2 separate regions of the Danio rerio genome follow, and region 1 is linked to region 2. Evidence: chromatin contacts called from public HiCAR-type data. All regions are on one chromosome and are shown on one strand. Each heading gives the region's core, a stretch centred on a gene start, on an enhancer-like site or on the middle of the called end of the contact. The rest is flanking DNA. Distances are from core to core; before and after follow the strand shown.

Evidence for each region. HiCAR-type assays count read pairs that join an accessible place to other places.
Region 1: a HiCAR-type map of caudal fin shows a contact between it and region 2, with 11 times the contacts expected there. The contact joins two enhancer-like sites. A contact is called at or near these places in 4 of 18 Hi-C or Micro-C datasets (caudal fin, embryo, hematopoietic stem cells and 1 more) and 3 of 4 datasets of contacts at active chromatin or transcription factors (caudal fin, embryo and gastrula embryo).

What each region holds. Positions count from the first base shown.
Region 1 is chr23:35,893,878-35,899,977 of GRCz12tu, reverse strand. All of the region lies in intron 8 of plxna2 (plexin A2), which reads left to right. Among named protein-coding and RNA genes, the nearest start is that of dre-mir-205, 340 kb to the left of the region's middle. Within about 2 kb of position 4,592, at least 4 of the 62 cell types and tissues checked have an H3K27ac peak or open chromatin away from gene starts, as enhancers often do.
Region 2 is chr23:35,679,695-35,685,387 of GRCz12tu, reverse strand. All of the region lies in intron 12 of plxna2 (plexin A2), which reads left to right. Among named protein-coding and RNA genes, the nearest start is that of cd34, 240 kb to the right of the region's middle. Within about 2 kb of position 1,792, at least 4 of the 62 cell types and tissues checked have an H3K27ac peak or open chromatin away from gene starts, as enhancers often do.

The sequences.
Region 1 (6,100 bases), core at 3,343-5,842, 210 kb before region 2:
CTGAACAACAAACTGGAGGAAATTAACCCTATTATTGGTAGAAGTAGCTACAGTAATGTTGCTCTGCATTACTAATGTAGTTGAATGTGTTAGTTAACATGAACTAACAGTGTGGTATATTTATTAATATACTTAAAGGTGCAGTAGGTGATTGTCTTCCGAAACATTTTTTGTTGTGCTGGTTGAAAGTCTCTTCACAGTCCAATAGTAATGATTACAGTAAATGATCTAAATGTGTTTATATGTATTTTTATATTCTGGGTAAGGCATAAAACATAAAATTGTTCATCCAATTAAATAGAGTTGGACCGACATCTCCCATAATTCCGATAAGCAGGTCAGACTGTCTGTCAGCAAATGCAGATTTGGACTTCTGCGCATCTGTTCACTTAGATCCGCCATTCATGCTTGCCCGTTTGCATAAGCACGCATAAGCCGCGCGGTCACGAGACGGACCGGGAGAACTTAAATGCTGAATTGAAACTTTTTAAAACCTGAATCAATATTGGAGTTACTTTACACCATGGCTGAAGTATTACTGTTAGACAGGTAATGTTTTAAAACTATTTTAGTCAGGTTAAGCTTATGTTAGATTGTGTTCTGTTATGAATGACTTATATGCACAGACGTGTTGTTCAGCCACTGAAATCTCCCGATGAAAGATTTATGTGGTTATTTTCAGTTTCATAATACAGCATCGATAATGATTTATAGATAGATTTATCGAGCTGAAGTTTACTTTATATTCACATTGGGTCATTTTTGAACAATGACAGCCTTCCTATACTGTTTACCATGCTACTCTGAATATTCGCTCTGAAATAGCATGTAAGTGTGGCTAAGTAATAAATGTAATTCCTGCACGGCGCTGGCACTAACTAACTGGCGAATGACATGAATTAGTAGGTTGTCTGTCTGCTGTTGTGACCATAGACTGTAAAATATATGGACGTAGTATCCGTGACGTCACCCATAGGTTTCTAAAGAGCGCAAAAGAAGCCACAAGTAGGCGCGGCCAACCGTCGCCATTTTGTTTTCGCGTCATCACACCCACGGCGGGATACCAAACAAGGGCAAAGAGGCGGAGAGTGAGCGGAGCTACAGACACCTGCACAGTTTGCTTGGACCTGATTCAGACACACTTTACTTTGGGAGAACGCTTAATACTTTATCACCTGTGACTCGTTTGTGTTCTGACCACTTGTGCTTGGTTGTACACTATTTCAATAAAGTGTTTAGACTTTTAAAAACACTGTAGTAATACACTTAGCCACTAAACATTGTTCTTATGACGTTTTTCAACAGGAGGAAAACGCGAATTACTTCCAAACACTTCAGATATAGTCTGTTAGTTAATGTAAGACTATTAATGAAATCCAGCATAACACTGTATGACAACACTTCAGATGACTGTTCTAGAGCCTACAGCTAATCAATCCGTCAGATTCTGGAGTGCATTACAGCTCTAAATATAAATAAAAATGATAAATGATCTTAAATAAAACAAATAAATGTATAGAGATGGTATATAAGTATATAACTTTACTCACATGGGAAACGGAGGCCACGTGAATGGTTTGTGAGCACAATTAAGTTCACTCAGCATGCCATGCCATCTAATAATTGTAGGAAACAAGTCCAAAAGGCAGTTGACTGTGTAAAGCCACATAAAACAACACAGAAATATGATAAATATGCCGAGTTCAGTGGCTAATCTGCTGGATTCAGCTGAGGTGACGTGACGGCGACCAGTGAGTCTTAGCTGTCACTCAAGTGGCCACTCCCTTAATTATGCAAAATTAATATAACTTAATATAAAGGAAACAGATGAGTTATAAAAAAATTCACCCCCCTCACAGTTGTCATGAAGGGTAATATTAGCTGTATTAACCAAAATCTTTTTTTGTACCAGGCTGTAAACACCTTTTTTTCTGCTGTAAAGTTGGCCATTCTAACAGTGGGCTCAATTGAAATTTGCTCTGTTTTGGAGCCAGGAGCGGCCACGACTAGCGGAATTTCGGATGAATTGCAGTTTTAGTTACTTCCGTATTGGCTTCCAGAGGGAGAGCGGGAGGTTGCCGCTTGGTTGTGACGCGGTGCGCACACTCGCAATTTCAGGGGGTGTGGCTTTGAATCACAGTCCCTTCCCGCCGTCCAAAGATAATATGCTAAGCGGTTAGCATTTTGGCAGATCACCTACTGCACCTTTAAAGGACACCTATTTTAAGGGGGTTTGAATCTGTCTGTCAGCGAATGCCTGGCGAGCGGCACATCATGGCAGCAGAAAACTGTCACCAGACTGAGCAATGACTCACACTTTTGTTTGTCTGTTCGCTGCAGTGTCGAGCTTGTCGAGCCGGGCAGCTGGCATGAAGCCATGTGCCCGTACATAGACAAACTCTTATGTGGCAGAATCCCAGGGGTTAAATGGAGACCCTTGACAGCAGAGGTGCGTGTGAGTTATGGGCCAATCGATTTGCATCCGCTGCATAAGATTATTCGGTCAGCGAGGACAAAGAGGAGAGGGAGGTTTAGTGGACACTGCTGTACAAGGGCAGGCTTTAGATACCAGCATCAAGAGCAGGAAACACATCCATCAAATAAAATGACACAATGAGATATAGAACATTTAAATGTATACAACTGTTCTGTCTACCGTTGAGGCAGTGGCGAAGTAGGTAGTGCTGTCGCCTCACAGCAAGAAGGTCGCTGGGTCGCTGGTTCGAACCTCGGCTCAGTTGGCGTTTCTGTGTGGAGTTTGCATGTTCTCTCTGACCTTTTTTTGTTGTTAATGTAGTTGTTAATGCATTATGCATTTTCATTTCTGAGAGACAGCACGTCAGTGGCCATGAGCCTGTCTTTGAGCAGAGCAAAGACAGTTGACATTGTTTATCCACAGGATGGTGACAGAGTCTGCATAATAAGCCCTATAAACAGATAACTACAGCTGATCATATCATTATTAAACAGGTAAGTGACTTTCCAAGTCGATCTTTTTTTTTTTGTATGTTGTAGTGGTGTATTTATACCATATAATTGTAATGAATTGAGTGTGAGATAGGACTCGCAAATCAGGAATGTATGTATTTTGTGTTGACCACTCTATGTAAAACCCTAAGTTGTTATTTGGTTGGCCATCTGTTTGTTTCTAATGCTTCTCCTGTTTTCGGTAAGGCAGACTAGTTCAGTAAAAAGAAAGAAAAAATAAAAGCCTGCATGTGTTTAGAGTTTTTTTTTCCTTATCGCAAACACAACAGTAATCTGTTAGTGTTTGCATTGCTTGAGTTTTTCGGGGATAATTATTGCGATCTTCCGATTGCAACAGAGAAATGCTGGGAGATATCTCTGTAGATTGATGTAACTCTGTAGACCTTATAATCTTAAAATGTAAGCAAAATAACCTGTTTTGTCATCACATTAGACATTACGCTAGAGAATCATTCAAATATTAACTCTAAATTTAAGTTTCTGCTGCTCTTTGAGCTGCCTCCCACCAGTGCGAAAATACAGCCACATTGCACTGCTACTTGTGTGAAATTGCTTATATATACAGTCTGAAGAAACTTTAAGCCATTTACATCAATTGAAGATAATATTATTGTAAAAAATTACATAGGATAAATTAGTAGGAAAATACTTATGGTATACAAAATCTGTGTGTGTATATGTTTATGATAATATTAACCAACAATATTTATAAAGTAGCTAAATGAATAAAAATATTATTGCAATTTTATTATAAATTAATTTTAATATAATTAAATATTTTTTTAAATGTTTAACATTGAATATTGTATTTTGTTTTATTTGTAAAGGTATCCAAAATGTAATTTATTAATAAAATTTGTTTTATTTATTAATTTTATTTTGTTTTATTTTGTTTTATTTTATATATTTATTTTATTATATATTTTATTTAGTTTGTTTTGTCAGGTAATTTTTATTTTTATTTAATAAACAAACATTTCTAGTTGTCATTGTTATAAACAAGTTTCAGCTTTCAAGTAATTTTCGGGGAAAAATCAAAAGAAGTCTGTGATAAATAACAAGAAAATAAATTGCGTTTAATTTCAAATACTATTTAACTAGAATTTCAAAAATACAATTTTCAAAAAGTCCTATTGGCTTCATACATTTAAAGCATAGGTTAAATAAAAATCTTGAAGTCTTAAGAAATAAACACAATACAGCCCCCAAATTTTCAACAGTATCATTTATAAATCCATATGCAACTTTAAAACATGAAAACCCGTATATTTGCAGTTTTGTATTTCTATGTACAGTGAAAAGTGAAAACAGACCCATTTTTTTTAGTACTTCCACTTGTCGTTACCCTAATAATCTGCTGCAAACATAATCGACAGTTTTAATTGAGTCTTCTGAAATATTTCAGATCCATTTTACTTTTTCACCATCTGGAAGCCGGACCTGATTTGGGCACGTTCACTGCACCTCAGAGTCCAGCAATCATTAGTAATTAGGCTCAGATTGTAAGACCACAGCCAAGGTCAGACAGGGATAATGTTTCATGGATTGTACCAATTATAGCATTCGTTCCAAGGCTGGCACTTGAGCTCAACCTTGAGTCAAGCCGCGCAGTGGTTTTAACACGGGACATGTGTTCTCCGGTACACAGCTGCAGTCTCCATTCATACACATCTGTCACTGCTGACTTCAAATGGCCAAAGTCAAATGTTTCCTTTTCATCGACTTGAGCTTGAATAACTGCAGCCTGTGGAATGTGGGCTGATGCTGGTGCGTGCTTAAATGCTGTGTTTTTATTCCCATAAAAATAGTTCAAATTATTTGCTCACTTATGCCTTTAATAAGACACCATTGTTTAGAGTAGAGTCATGTTTCTGATTTTTAGATATAAATGTTTTGCCAAGAATAAGCAATTATGTATTTTTTGAACAAGAAACTACAGTTTTAAATACAACAATTAACATTTTTACATTTAGACATGCAGCCAGTGGAATGGGGGTTATGAGACACTATAACTAAATTAAAATGATTTAAACTTTTCAGAATGCTGTTTCATGCTGAAATCCGAAAAATATAGTACATCAGTGGTTAAACATGTCCAGCATGTTTAAAGAAGAAAAAAGACTTGAAAAGACTTTGCTTTTAATAGTAAAAAAAAAACTATATTTATGTTCTCCATATGGAATTTTCACAAGATTTACAAATATTATAATAATCCCAATGGGGGAGAAAATAATGGAAAAAAAATATAGAACACAAGTTGCTAGAAAGTTATCAGGCACTAATACACTACAAACTAATCAACTACAGTAAATATGTCATATTTAACATATTTGCATTTTTAGCATGTTTCTAATTGAGTTTATGACTAAAGGATATCTTTGAGATATCTGAACAATATCTGCATATTTATAATGCATGCATCTTTTCAACAGAGATAGCTAAAAAGTGAATTTGCTTCACATTTGTACTATTTATTAATCACTTCATGTTGTGCAGTTGGAATTATTTTTTTGGTTGTTTTGCACCTTCTTCATAAAAAAAATAAACATTACTAATAGTTTTTTGTAAAGTTGATAAGCTAGATTTCAAAATAAGCTTAATAAAATAAAAAAAATAAAAAAAAATGTATATATTAATTAATAAGTTAAACTTAACTTTTGTTGATAGGTTGCTGTGATAATGCTTAATGTCCCTCTGAAGTTGCTAAGACTTTTGATGCACATCCTACTGAAATGGAATAATAAGTAGAGGGATTTCATTTTGTGCATCATTCTCTTATAGCAAACTAATGGTAAGCGGAGTGTGGTTAATATATGTGGTATACAAAATGTATGTGTGTATATGTTTATGATGTTTTATCTAATTTTATTTATAAAGTAGCTAAAATATTATTGAAATGTAATTATAATTCAATTTAAATATAATTAAATGCATTTTTAAATGTTTAACTTGAATTTAAAATTTTATTTTTGATTTATTTTAAAATGTATTCAAAATGGTATTTGTTATTCAAAATTTTGTTTTATTTTATTTTTATTTATTCATTTATTTACTTTTTGTGCTTTTGTTTTGTTTCGTTTCGTTCGTTTTGTTTTGTTTTGTTCAGCCCTTA
Region 2 (5,693 bases), core at 543-3,042:
TATACTTGATTTATGTTCACTAATTTGCAACTTCAACTGACATGATGACTTCCCTATATATATCTTTTGGCACAGATATTTCAACATATAGACCACATTTATTTTAGTATTTTTACCTGTTGCTGTATTTAAAAATTCCTTGCATTTTACTATATTCTTACATGTTACTACATTCTGACATGTGGCACAATTTCTGCACGTAAAACAACCTTATATAAAAGTGGATATATGTTTATTGTTTTGATGTATAAACGTTCATAATTCGCTTGTCTTTAAAATGTAAAATAATAATTAAAAATTATATGTGTAAAGTTTTAAATTCAATGTGTTAAAGATAATTTAAAAAAAATCTTTAAGGAATACCATAAAAATAATAATAATTTATTACATTAAATAATACATTTCAAATGTATTTAAATTTATTTAAAAATACATTTTATTTATTAAAATACTACATTAAATTTCTTGTGTCAGGTGTTGAAAAAAGTTACTTTTATTAGTAATATATTACAATCTTGCATTACTTCTTAAAAAAAACAATTCAATCTGATAACTTTATTACATTGCTTTAATCATCTGTGTTTGATTTGCTTGTTTCTAAAAATATATATAGTGCAAAAGTAGTGCTAAGTAGCAAGCTCAAGTCAAAGAAATTAACAAAACAAAAATGACAAAATAAAGAATAATAGCCTATACACTGGAATCTTTGTCATGTAAATAAATACATAGGGCCAGACGAAATCTGCGGACATTTTTGCTATTTCTGCGCAGAATTGTGTTAAAACCTGCGGATTTATGCGGAATGATTTTTGGAGTATCATAACTAAAACCTTAATAGATGAAATAAAAATAATACCTTTTTAACTTGTATTTAATGTTTACAATGCAAACCCAATTACATCCATTTATTTAGTAAACAAATAAGTCTCTTATATAATATATCCACTAAAAGACAGAAAATAATACTTTACAAACTTTATTGTAAATAAATCATATAAATATTTTCATATTAGACAATAATATTACTAATATTAATTTAAAAACTGACTAAATATAATTTTACACACATTTACAAAAGTAAAAAGACAGAATCAATTATGGGCTAAAAATCTCCAGAATTCTGCCTGCAGATTCCGTGTGGGCCTACATATACTCCAAAGCTAATACCAAGATAAACATAATACACCAAATAAACAAAAATGACAAGAGTGGCTAAACACTCCAAAACCTCCTATTCTAAAAAACTGATTTCAAATTCAAAAACAAAACACATAACAAGATATTGGTTCTTGGTTTGATGCTCATCATGAAGAAGTCACACTGCCAGAATTTCAGAGAGAAAATTAGATCTCAATGGCCTTTAATCGCCAATCAAATGATCAAAGACCAAAGATTTAATCTAGAATAATAAAAATCTTTTGGAATTTCCAAAATTGGCCTCAGACGACCAAATCATGGCCCAAACTGCTCAGTGCGAGCCAAGCTTTAGAAATGATGTGGTGTCTCTCTCTTCGTTTTTACCTCACTTCAGAACAGTGTGATCTGCTAAAAAATCCCTCTAATTATCGCCAGCTGCTGCACGCCATGTGATTGAGAGAGAGAGAGAAAAAAACAAAAAGAGCGAGAGACACAGTGTTTGAGCATATGAGGCAGCACTAAATCTGCTGTGTTTACACTATTGAGGCAAACAGCATCTGTCTGATATCTGTCTATACCTGGCATATGACCCGCAGACGTCACCATCTTGAGACACAAACAGTCTGAAGTTTTGCTGTCAGATTTAGGAGACGTAATCTCCTCGGGCCCCGTGGAGAACACTAATCCTGCAGATGATCTGATTGGCTGAAATCTATTGAGGTCAAAGGCTGTTTTAATATCAGTGATCCAGCGGAGATCATTCCAGCCGAACCATAATCGCTTTCAGGATTGAGCTCATTATAGGGAGAAAGAGGGAGGGAGGAGGAGAGTCTTTAGTGTTTAAGGCTTGAATGTAAGCATATTTAGCGTTATGCAATATGAGTGTTTGGTGTTTGGGTCTTGTTTGCATTGGTTGTGTTGGGCGTTGCAGGAGGGAGCCGATCTTCACAGCGGGATCAGGGTTTGATCCGTGCTGTGGGGAAACATTATTTTTTTCTCTCAATCTCTCTCCCTCTCTCTCTCTCTCTCTCTCTCTCTCTCTCTCTCTCTCTCTCTCACTCTGTCTCTCTCTCTGATATACTGTACTCACACTCAGGGTGCAAATTATACATTGACGAAAGGGGGGGTCAAGTTTTTCGATTAGGTTCGGTAATATGCCTCAGTTAGCCAAATTTGTATATTTAATTCAATTACATCAAATTTATGAATCAAATGTGTTACTATGTTTAGTGTTTTGAGGGATATTGAGTGGTTCTCAATGACATTTGTGATATAAAAGACTGGTCATAATTATTAGCCCCCCTTTGATTTTATTATTATTATTTTTTTTAAATATTTCCCAAATTATGTTGAACAGAGCAAAGAAATTTTCACAGTATGTCTGATAATGTTTTATCTTCTGGAGAAAGTCTTATTTGTTTAATTTCAGCTAGAATAAAAGCAGTATGATTTTTTAAAAACCATTTTAGTGACATAATTATTAGCCCCTAAGCCTTTAAATGTCACTTTAAGCTGTATAGAAGAGTCACGTAAAATATCTAGTAAAATATTATTTACTGTCATCATGGCAAAGAGAAAATAAATCAGTTATTAGAAATTAGTTATTAAAACTTTTATTATTATGTTTAGTAATGTGTTGAAAAAAATTGTCATTCCGTTAAACAGAAATGGGGGGGGGTCTGATAATTCAGGGGGGCTAATAATTCTGACTTCAACTGTATTTTTTTTATTTTACTGTTAAACTTCCATGTAAGCAAGTGTGTAATAAAATGCAAAGTCTGCAATTAGTTTTATAGACACCTACAGTACAAACGTCTATTTTACAAGAAACATGTTTTGTGAACACTTACGCTGTCTGCTGGTGCTCTACATTTGCCAGTTTCAAAGCGATTAATTCATACTTTTGTCGCAAACTTGCATTCACAATGGTATGAACCATTATAGGGGTGGTCAAATGTATATTTAAGTTATTTATTATTTTAATTATTAATGTTATTTAAGATACAGATCAGAGCATTATTCTTAACTATTAAAGGTCTGACCTTTACAGTGGTTTGGGTCTTATTTGGGTGGGAGACAGCAATGTGTGTGGGTCAATGGAGTGAAGTCATCTGTGAGTTCTAGCAATATGGGAGTACCTCAAGGGTCTGTTCTTGGCTTATTGTTGTTTACAATGTACATAAATGATCTTCCAGATTGCTGACCTGGGATTAACGGCCAGTTATATTCAGATGATACAGTCATCTATGTGTCAGCTAAAACACCGTGCAGGGCTTTACAAAATATTTAAAGATGGCTTGAGCTGTCTTATTTAACGTTGAATGTCAATAAAACAGTTTCTATTGCTTCTCTATAAAAAAATAGGCCTGTACGGGATACATTTGAGGTGCTGATTAAAAATAAAGTTATTGAAGAAGTGAATGAATTTAAGTATCTTTGGCATAACTCTAGATATTAATTTAAAATTTGATAGTCATGTTAAAAATTTAAGTAAGAATATTAAGCCAAGTCTAAACTGTTTTCATTTTATTAGAAGGTTTTTAACATATTAAGCTACAAAATTATACATGCACACACTGACACACACTCTCTCACTTGACATATTGCATTACATCATGGACACAAGCCTCTTTAACTACATTAAGGCCTATTGACCCAAAATATAAACAAGCATTTAAAGTTATGGACTTAAAGCCTATGCGGTGGCATCATGTGAAGTTTTATGTAAACATAACCTTTTTAGTTTTGATAGTTTTATCAAATGTAGTTATCTTAAATTGGTTTTTAAATGTTTTAATAATCATGTTCCAATCCTATTTTCTGATTTAATCAGTCGGCATCAAACCTCTCACAGAGTCACACGGGCAACTGCTAATGGTGACTGTCTAGTGACAAAGTGTAAGACCTCTTTTGGTCAATCTGTTTTCTTTGTAAAGGGAGCCAAACTGTGAAATTATTTACCTGTTAGTCTAAAATCAGAAAGTAATATAAATATTTTAGTCGTTTTCTTAAAAAGTGGTTAAAAACAAAACAGCAGTGTTTGCACAAATAGTCTATTAGTTTGTTGGATTATGTCGCCTTTGCTTTTGCCTTCAGTAATTTTATGTAAAGAATTATAATGTTGTGTATATGTATTTATCATATTTCCATTTAGTCAATTTTTTCAAGCCTCCTGTCAAATAAATAAACTACATTTTTCTTATGCATTCAAAGTGCATAGAATAATATGTAAAATATCCAAAGTGAAATATAATATAATATAATATAATATAATACAATATAATATAATATAATATAATATAATATAATATAATATAATATAATATAATATAATATAATATAATATAATATAATATAACATAATATAACATAATATAATATAATATAATATAATATAATATAATATAATATAATATAATATAACATAATATAAGCGCCAGTAAGAAATGACAACTGCGGTTTTAGAACAAATTGATTTAAAATGAATGCAGTTTTCAAATAAGTGATAAAATATATGTAGTTTTACAACATTTAATTGGATATAACTTCTTTTCTTTTGTAATTATGAAAACAATTCTACCTAAATATATATTTTTTTACTTTTATAATTAATTTATTATCTTGTTAAATAATGTTTGAACATTAATACATTAAATATATTATTTCCTCAATTTTTGAAAGAACAATTATTGAATAATAATAATAATAAAATAAAATAATAATAATAATAATAATAATAATAATAATAATAAGTAATTTTTAAATTAAGAATTTAATATTTACAGTTATTTCTTAAATCTATTATTTAAATAAGTAATATACGAAATACTGAATACAATTCTTAAATCTATTACTTAATTAATATTTTAAATTAGCTGGGTGATATATGAAAATTGGATAATTTAATTGAATGTATACATTTATTTATAAATGCATAATACATGATGCTGAAGATGTTTAAACAGCATTTATCATTGTATTGCACATACTTTGTACAGCAACATCCAGTACTCTAGAATACCATTCGCATTAAAGCTAACGTTTAGTGGCAGTGAATTCAGGCATGACTCAACCACTCGGGTTTGTTATTTTGAATCATTTCCTCTCTTACAACCATCAAAACTCCATAAAACAGCAGGCTGAAGAATGATAATCATACTTCAGACAGCAGAGCAGTAGAACCACAACACAACATAAAAAACACAACATAGAAAAACGTGTCCTTACATTTCTTATGTGATTATGATTATGACAGTCATGCCAACGCTGTCTCACGGTAATTCTTAACTGTTTTGATTTAGTGGCGAATTTGTATATTTTGTACAGTCTCATTCATAGTACGATTTGTTCATCCCCCAATTAGGGTTGGGGCTGGAGTTTAAGGACACATCTCCTTTTAACAATCGTACATTTTTATGTAAATGTAAAGTTTTTATGACAACACTTAAAATACGTTTCCTCATTCATTCTGGTGTATGTTCCGGGGTTTTTTTTTTTGGAATTGGTGCTCAGCTAAATGATTTCCTAATTACATATTGATCCCGAGGGCTGAAGCA